3 separate regions of the Mus musculus genome follow, and regions 1 and 2 are each linked to region 3. Evidence: chromatin contacts called from public Hi-C and promoter capture Hi-C data. All regions are on one chromosome and are shown on one strand. The core of a region is the stretch at or near the end of the contact, and the rest is flanking DNA. Distances in the headings are between cores, read along the strand shown. Region 1 has its middle 11 kb from the start of Gm35999. Region 2 overlaps Gm35999 (a long non-coding RNA gene). Region 3 holds the start of Albfm1 (albumin superfamily member 1).

Evidence for each region. Promoter capture Hi-C pulls out the DNA fragments that hold promoters and counts their contacts. Hi-C and Micro-C count contacts between places; a contact is called where the count stands out from the background.
Region 1: a contact with region 3 is called in a Hi-C map of cerebral cortex, with 1.9 times the contacts expected there. The contact joins the enhancer-like site here to the promoter of Albfm1 in region 3. A contact is called at or near these places in 7 of 39 promoter capture datasets (the 3T3-L1 cell line, cranial neural crest, embryonic stem cells and 3 more), 8 of 484 Hi-C or Micro-C datasets (cerebellum, cerebral cortex, embryonic stem cells and 3 more), 4 of 115 datasets of contacts at active chromatin or transcription factors (bone marrow-derived dendritic cells, hepatocytes, liver and 1 more) and 3 of 9 other capture datasets (adipose tissue, macrophages and pancreatic islet).
Region 2: a contact with region 3 is called in a promoter capture Hi-C map of liver, with 2.1 times the contacts expected there. The contact joins the enhancer-like site here to the promoter of Albfm1 in region 3. A contact is called at or near these places in 6 of 39 promoter capture datasets (the 3T3-L1 cell line, cranial neural crest, embryonic stem cells and 2 more), 4 of 484 Hi-C or Micro-C datasets (liver, pre-megakaryocyte-erythroid progenitors and uterus), 2 of 115 datasets of contacts at active chromatin or transcription factors (hepatocytes and liver) and 2 of 9 other capture datasets (liver and pancreatic islet).

The regions. Positions count from the first base shown.
Region 1 is chr5:90,401,728-90,404,427 of GRCm38.p6, reverse strand. No RefSeq gene overlaps it. Among named protein-coding and RNA genes, the nearest start is that of Gm35999, 11 kb to the left of the region's middle. Within about 2 kb of position 1,272, at least 19 of the 459 cell types and tissues checked have an H3K27ac peak or open chromatin away from gene starts, as enhancers often do. A contact at or near this core is called in cerebral cortex, where this site is marked.
Region 2 is chr5:90,424,042-90,426,741 of GRCm38.p6, reverse strand. It overlaps Gm35999 (a long non-coding RNA gene), which reads right to left. Exons shown (of 3, transcript XR_389325.2): 2 at 430-514. Among named protein-coding and RNA genes, the nearest start is that of Gm35999, 11 kb to the right of the region's middle. Within about 2 kb of position 1,396, at least 4 of the 459 cell types and tissues checked have an H3K27ac peak or open chromatin away from gene starts, as enhancers often do. A contact at or near this core is called in hepatocytes and liver, where this site is marked.
Region 3 is chr5:90,559,857-90,562,556 of GRCm38.p6, reverse strand. Albfm1 (albumin superfamily member 1) reads right to left here and starts at 1,348. Exons shown (of 14, transcript NM_001252661.1): 1 at 1,240-1,348. The coding sequence starts at 1,324.

The DNA of each region.
Region 1 (2,700 bases), core at 23-2,522, 160 kb after region 3:
GTGACTAAGAGTTAGACGTGGGGTTCCTGTGGGGATAATAAAATGTTCCAAAATTGTAGTGATGAGAGCATATGAATATGTCAAAAAGCTCTTGAATTGGACATTTAAATGGTGAATTGTGTGGTGTGTAATTCTAGCTCAGTAAAACCCAGGTTCTGGGCCCAGCACCAAAGTTGTGGCTCACAACCTCAGTGATCCCCATGCCAGGGTATCTGACAGCCACTTCTGGCTTCTATGGGCACCAAGTATGAGGCCCGTGTACGTACATACAGGTAAAACACTCATACATTCCGAGTATAATAAAATAAGTCTTTAAAAGATGTAAAGGGGAAAACTGCAAGTCTTGTGTAGGTGCCCTTTAGAAATGTACTTAAGACATTTTTTTGTTTCAAAAGAATAAACATAAGAAGGAAAGTCCTATAATGGCTGCTTTGAAGATGTTAAAGATGCGGGTTCAGGGGAAAGAGCCACTGTGGCAGACAAGAAGACGTATTGGTACATATCTGATATCCTTGTACCATAAATAAAATATTGATTCACTTAGACACTTTTCAGCTTCTTTAACCAGCCTTAAAATAACAATGGCCAATAGACCGGAAACCACTTTAATTCTGTGCATACTCTATTCCTGAAGTAATCACTGTAAATCAGAAATTGACGAGAAGCCTTGCCACGTAGGATTCACCTGTAATATCTTAAAAGTGAAAACGTGGGGGAGGGGAGGTCCCAGGTAAGAGGTCAGAGGAGACGTGGTCTCTGTGAGAGCTGACCAAGAGTCAGAATAAGGAAAGAATAGACTTTATTCCTAAGAAAGAAACAGCAGAAGAGTTCCAGATTTCAGAATCCCGCAAAGGAAGTGAAAACACACACACACACACACACACAGCTATCAAAAAAAGGCTATCCAGAGAGTCAAGCCTAGGGTGGCGTCAGTTGTGTAGCTCGCAGGCAGAAGAAGGAGAGAAAAGCTACTTCAAGGTAAGGCAGACAGCGGCAGGCAGTCCCACCCTCACTGAGGACAAGCCGCCACCCTCACAGGACTCAAATTCAGCTGCGGGTTTTGGTGAGTCTGTGAATCTTCCAGGAAACCGTTCCAAGAAAGGAATTCCAATTTTGGGAGGCTGTATGGTGTGGCTAGATGACAACGCCTGGACGTCATCCTGAAGGAGAAACTATTTTTAAAATTCGAGTACTCGGGCAGTGGCGGGCAGAGAGGGTAGGCGCTGAAATCAGGAAACATACAGGTTGGGGAACTGCAAATTTGTTTTTTCCGGTTACAGACAAGGGAACACCACAGAGATGCAGCTGTGGAGAGTAAGAAAGATGGAGACTGATAAGCTAAAGCCACCACCTGTCATTTACTGCTTTTGAGTCCGAGGATGACTAAGTTCCAGGAGCATCCCTCTGGCACTCTGGTGACTACAATTGGGAGACTGAGAAAGTATGAAGGCAGGCCTGATGCCTGTACTGATCCCAGTGCTATGGTTGCTTCTCACACAGCCAACACAGTGGGAGACACCCTAGCTAAAAGCATTAGTCACCGCGGGGGTATGTTCTTGGGAAAGTAAGACTTTCCCATAGAATTGCAAAGGTAAGGGCGTAAGGGAGACTCCTAAAGCCAAAGACTGCCCTGGCTCAGCAATAGCAAAGAGACTGAAAGACAAGTGTCCGAATTCACCTGATACCTACCCCATTCCCGTAACTGATAGTCTTCGATTTTTGAGGATCCAGAAAGAAACTGTTAACATTTCTTTTGCACCGTATAATTCCTTTTATCTTTTCCTTTTCTACAGATTTAGCAACATTTTTACTTCATTGTAATTTTATTATTTACTCTCCTTCACGTCCACCAGATTTTTTAAAAAGATTTATTTATTTTATTTATGAGTACACTGTCGTTGTCTTCAGATACACATACCAGAAGAGGGCATCAGAAAACCCATTACAGATGGTTGTGAGCTACCATGTGGTTGCTGGGAATTGAACTCAGGACCTCTGGAAGAGCAGTCAGTGCTCTTAACCGCTGAGCCATCTCTCCAGCCCTCTACCTAATTTTTTTTTAATACATTCTTTTCCATCTGGAACTGGAGTAACAAGTCGTTGTGAGCTGGCACGTGGGTGCTTGGTATCAACTAAAAAACAAAAACAACAAAATACTTCAGCTCCAGGCCTGGAAAGATGGCTCAGCAGCTAGAGCACCTATGTTGATACCTTTTTATATGTTTGTGATACTGTGTCTTAGAGTTTCTATTATTGCAATGAAACATCAGGACCAAAGAGCGAGTTGGGGAGGAAAGGGTTTATTTGGCTTAAGTTTCCACATCACTGTTCATCACTAAAGGAAGTCAGAACAGGAAGTTAAGCTAGGAATCTGGAGGCAAGAACTTATGCAGAGGCCATGGACAGTGCTGTTTACTGGCTTGCTCCCCATGGCTTGCTCTTCCGGCTTTCAGCCCAGAGATAACACTACCCACAATGGGATGGGCCTTCCCCCATCAATACTAATTAAGAAAGAGACTTACAGCTGGATCTTAGGAAGGCATTTTCTCAACTGAGGCTCCCTCCTTGCAGATAACTCTAGTTTGTGTATCAAGTTGACATAAGATTAGAAAAAAAAAAAGAAAAAAGATTAGCCAGCACATACAGATTAGTTATACTTAATGTTTCATAGCCCAAAAAATGTCTTTTTTTTTCTGAGAC
Region 2 (2,700 bases), core at 147-2,646, 140 kb after region 3:
AAAGAAGAAAGGAAGGAAGGAAGAGGAGGGAGGAGAAGGAGGAAGAGGAGAAGAAGAAGAATCAGCAGAAAGAGGATTAGGCATAGAAAGACCATCCATGCATTGGCAAACAAGAGTAATGATTGATTTAGACTGTCCTCGAGCTAGATGAAGGTAAAGATCTAGACAGCAGGAGACCAGTGAGGACAATAGAATGATCTGCAAAGATCTCGCCCTAAAGGCAGGGACAGAGACCAGGGATGTGGGTTTCAGCAGCAGATGTCCCAGGATCCAGCCAATTTACTGAAGACAGGAAGGGGAAGGAAGAGGCAAAATAAATAGACATAGGCATGAAAATAGACACACATTTATCATCTCTTTATTCAATGCATTAAGGAAATTTTAATTTTTATAGAAGAAATGCAAAAAGATAGAAATGTTAATATCTACCCATCATCATAGAGTGTCCAAGTGGCATTATCATCTTGGCAGTTTGGGCTCAGGAAGACTCTACTGTTTCATTTCATTCACATGCCTAGCAAAAGCAGAAGGAAAATGGTCTCACTCTGGACTGGTCTTTTGTTTGTCTTCTTTTCCAAACCTTAGATGTGAGATTCTGACTATAAATAAGAGACACTACATTCTTTTTGAGAATGAAATGGAAAGCATTTTGAGGAGAAGGAGAGGAAGTCATGAGGAATGAGGATAGGATGAGTGCACTCAGACCTAGCAGTCACTAAAGGGAAATCAAGAGGTAGGGATTCGGATAGACTGAAGGGAAAGCCAAAAGCCGTTGTCACTGCCTCTCACTAGAAACTCTTGAAAATGGTCCCAAAAAGTACCCATCTGGGCCAAAATGGCGAGACCCTCTGTAGAGCAGAAAGGACCATAATTACACGGTATTTAGGAAGCTCTTAAACTAGCAATGTCTCACCATCTTAGTCCTTTACCTTCATCTAGCCCATGTACCCTCTAAATCTATCATTCCCTCATGTTCATCCACGCTATAGCATTGAATCTTCTGTCTCTCTGTGTAGGGGGGAGGCATGTTATATGCATGTTTGCTTGTATGTACAGGTACATGTGAGAGAAAAAGAAATAGAGGAAGACAGTGCAACATAGAGACAGAGAGAGCTCATGTGGAAGCCAGGAGACAACCTTGAGTCCCATCCCTCTGGTAGCATACACCTCTTCATCTTTTCTTTTGAGAGAGTCTCTCACTAGCCTGGAGCTTGCCAAGTAGGTAGGCTAGCCAGCAGCTCTGTCTCCCCAGTTCTGGGACAACAACTGTGAGCCACCACACCGGGTTTTTTTTGTTTGTTTGTTTTTTGTTTTTTGACATGAGTTCTAGGGGGTCAAAGTCAGATCCTTGTGTTTGCGAAAAGCAAGTATTTGCTGACCATCTCCCCAGTCCCGAAACTGAATCTTAACAGTTCAGTCACATCCTAAACAAACAAGTAAGAGGTGTGTACAGTAAGCTCATGGGCCAGCAGATGGGAGTGAAGGAAGAGTTTTAGAACTTTGGTGGATTTGACTCACTTGTTATGAAATGTGACAACATCCAAATGTGGTCCCTGCAAAGCTTCACCCTGGGCTTAAGTGCAGAAGGCACTACGGCATGGGCAGCTACACAGGAATTCAAGTGTCCTCAAAGGATCATTCACACTCCTAGATCAGATAGCCTGTGATAGGATAGGATCCTGAGGAATATGCAATCACATTAAAATAAAGACTAAAAATAGTCTCAAGTGAAAGAATAGGCCCTTCTGTATTTGGCAAGTTTGGTAAGTTAAATCCTAACCATACTTTGTGTTAGCCCCAAATCAGAAGTGAAGTCCTGGCCACTGCCATCACTCTGCACAGCGTTAAGTCATCATGATGATGCTGCCTTGAGATAAGAACATGGTGTTCTGAGCAGATCTCGGGCACAATGGCCCAAACCATGTTAGAAGGTAACAGTCCCTTTGGCAAGAGTTTATCAGAAAGTCCAATGTCACATGGAAAATTCATCTAGAACATTCACAACATGTCTTATCCTGGAGAACCCACCCACGCATGTTTATCTATTCTGTGTTCTTCTACGAACCTCACCAGTTCTCGAAAATTTGTTGACTCTGGCCACAAAAATACTAACCACTTAGAGGTTAGAGGTCACTTAACACCAAATTAAAACTTGCCAATACCACCCCAGGAGAGCAGCAAGGAAGGCACCCTTCTTTCTGCTTTTTGTCCATTCTTGTCAACCTTGTCCATATCGTTTCCCATACACTTTCCATGTTTCTCTCATTTCAAAAAGACCTCTGGCATTTATCACTGGCACAAGGGTTACTGATTGCTCATCTCTGGTATGACTCTCCTTTCCTGGGGAGAATTTCTTAGATCATTACTTTCTTCTAGCTTTTCTCTCCAATGGGATTTGGAAATCTCTTGCTTCTCAGGCAGGGAATGTAAGGGGGAAAATAATCAGAAGTATTTGCCATTCCAAAGTTACTCTGACGAATATGCTCCAAACACATGACATCATTACCTGGAGGAAACCGTCCTAGCCTCCCATGTTCCTCAGGATGTCGGCAGAGTAGCAGAACACGCTTAGTAAAGCACATTCTTCAACAGAATCCCACACTGTGAATGATCCAATCAATTTAAAAATGAACTTCCACTTGCCTAAATGCTCTCCAGAGTGTGCCAACTCAAGAAAATACTTCTCTATATATGGAGAAA
Region 3 (2,700 bases), core at 99-2,598:
ACACTCTGTGAGGGAGATTGCATCTCCACCAGCCACTCACTATACACACACACACACTCATACACAGACACACACATTCACACACACACAAACATACTCTCACACACACACACTCACAGAGACACACACATTCACACACACAAACATACTCTCTCTCACAACACACATACTCACACACACACATACACACACACACACACACACACACACACACACACACACACACATACACCTCGATGGAGCTGTGTCTTTCTTCTTACACTAACGGTTTCCAAAGAACCAAGCAGCTTTCTTTTACGTAAGCAACCATTAGCAATTACCATTGCTGCACAAAAGTAAAGGTTTTAAAGGCAACTCTTTAGATTTCAACTTCTATTTATAAAACGCATTTGCATGTACGTGTGAAGTTTTAGCGCTTTGTGTGGGTACGAAGAGCGAATGAGGGGCTGGGAAAATGACTCAGTCAGTAGAGCACTCGCTGTACAATCATAAAACTGTGAGCCTGGATGCCAGGAACCTACTTTCGAGACCCAGCAAGTACCTTGAGTCTCTTATCCCATTATTGCTGCAGGAGGATCCCTGGAGCTCACTGGCCAGACATTCTAGCCAATCAGTAATCTCCAGGCTCAGTAATCGCCAGACATTCTAGCCAATCAGTAATCTCCAGGCTCAGTAATCTCCAGACATTCTAGCCAATCAGTAATCTCCAGGCTCAGTAAGAACCTATCTCAGAAAATTAAGGTTGAAGAGCAACTGAGGAAGACACCCTATGCCAACCTCCAACCTATACATACATGTGCACATACGCGTATGTACAGAACACACACATGTAAAAGATTATTAAATGAAAACACGTGTCAAGGGGTAAGCATATTGCCTTGTAATAACAGGTAATAATGTAGCTTCCAGGATTATTCCCGAGTCGTTCCCATTTTTTGCTCTATTTGAATTCACTTTAGCCAGTTTCAAACATTGGCTTAAACGAAGCAGTCTCTCATCTAGACTGGGGACAAAGAAGGGAAGCTTAAAGTGGGGTAGTCCCAGAGGAGTGGCCTCAACGTACAGGCCTGTTTCTCAGGCCATTCCACTCACAGGTGTCTAGCAAGTGTCAATGACTGTTTTTTGACAGCGATGACCACTGAGAAAGATAAGGCTCTCCACACACGTGTTAGTGACTGTCATGGTTCCTCATATAATCCTTACACATAGGCCACACAGGCAGCAGATGGGATTTCCTACCTGCATGTAGTAAACTTGTTTGGAGAGACTCACATTTACTGTAGCTGAAGAAAACAATGAAGGGTAGAGCTTTAAGAACCTCCATTGTTTCAGATGAAGTTCCGCCGTTTGAGAGGAATGATGGTGTTTATATTCTTTTCCAGCAATTATCATTAACCGTTAGCTTTTCTAGTGAATATTAGTTTTTCTTAAGGCTCCCATGGACTGTCATGAAACCGGACAAACTCAGGACAGTGAAGAAATGTCCGTGTTTGTTAATGAATACAGGAATTTAAAGCAGATCATGTCGACCTATGATATGTTTGAGATTGCAACACACAGGCCTCGTGCTAGCAAACGATGCACCTGTTTGGTAAATGCCAGTCTACAGTATCTCGTTTCATAGAAATGCCTGTTTACATGTGCAAAGTTCTAAAGAGGCAAAGAGAAAGCAAACATGAACTGCCTTTGACTGGGCAAGTGGACTGGACTCAGGTGTCAATGCCAACACTGGCATTGCCAAGACCCTGGAGAGGGGAGAGGTGGAGGGCACAGCCAAGCCAGCAAACACAAAGGACTCCTATCCCTGAGTGCTGGTTGTCAATCAGGACCATCATGTGACTTTCACTCACACACGTCACCACTGCCTAAATGGAAAATTAAGACCAATTCTTTTTTTTTCCTTGAAAATCTCAAATAAAAAGTTTAATTTTAGAATCCAAGCTCATCATTTATATAAATACACTAAAGCATAGTCCTTGCAAACTCAGAAATTCAAAAAAAAACATTTTTTTTCTAAAAGGTCAGAGGCAAATGAGTGATTTGTTTCACCCATATTTAATTGATTTGAAATGAGGAAATGAAAAACCTTTTAGAGTTATAAGCAGAAACTTTAGAGTCCGGTAAAGAATCTGATAGCTGATACTTCATGTTGATATCTTTGGGATTCTATAAAGTCCCAATGATGGTTGGGGCTTCCCTATCATAGGAAAAACAAATCAAAATGCCTAAGGCTTTTCTCATGACTGCAATAAACAAGCACTTTCCCTGTCAACAGGCGACCCCTTCAAAGTAGAATCTGAGCTATATCTGGTCAAACTGTGAGGGGTCAGTGCGTACTTCTTATGAGATGGCTTTATTGTATAGAGACACAAAAGTAAATCAGAGGCATGGAGGTTTGATCAACAGGCCATCTGTTGTCAACGTGTCATACCATGCACTGGCGAAGTCCTAAGCATGATGCTAAGACCCAGATCCAATTTCAAGGAGCTCATGAAAAACGGGGTATCTCTGAGTTAACTGGCCGTGGAAAACCTGAATGCATCATCTGACGCGGGAACCTTCTCATGACCCACACTCCGTGATATGCCCAAGTTCAGTTTTGCTTTCAGATGCCTGGTTCTGTAACGTGCACAGCTTCCAGAATATTCTCTCTTCGGCATACTGTGGAGCCTGTGGTTAAGAACTGTTCAGTCAGGATGG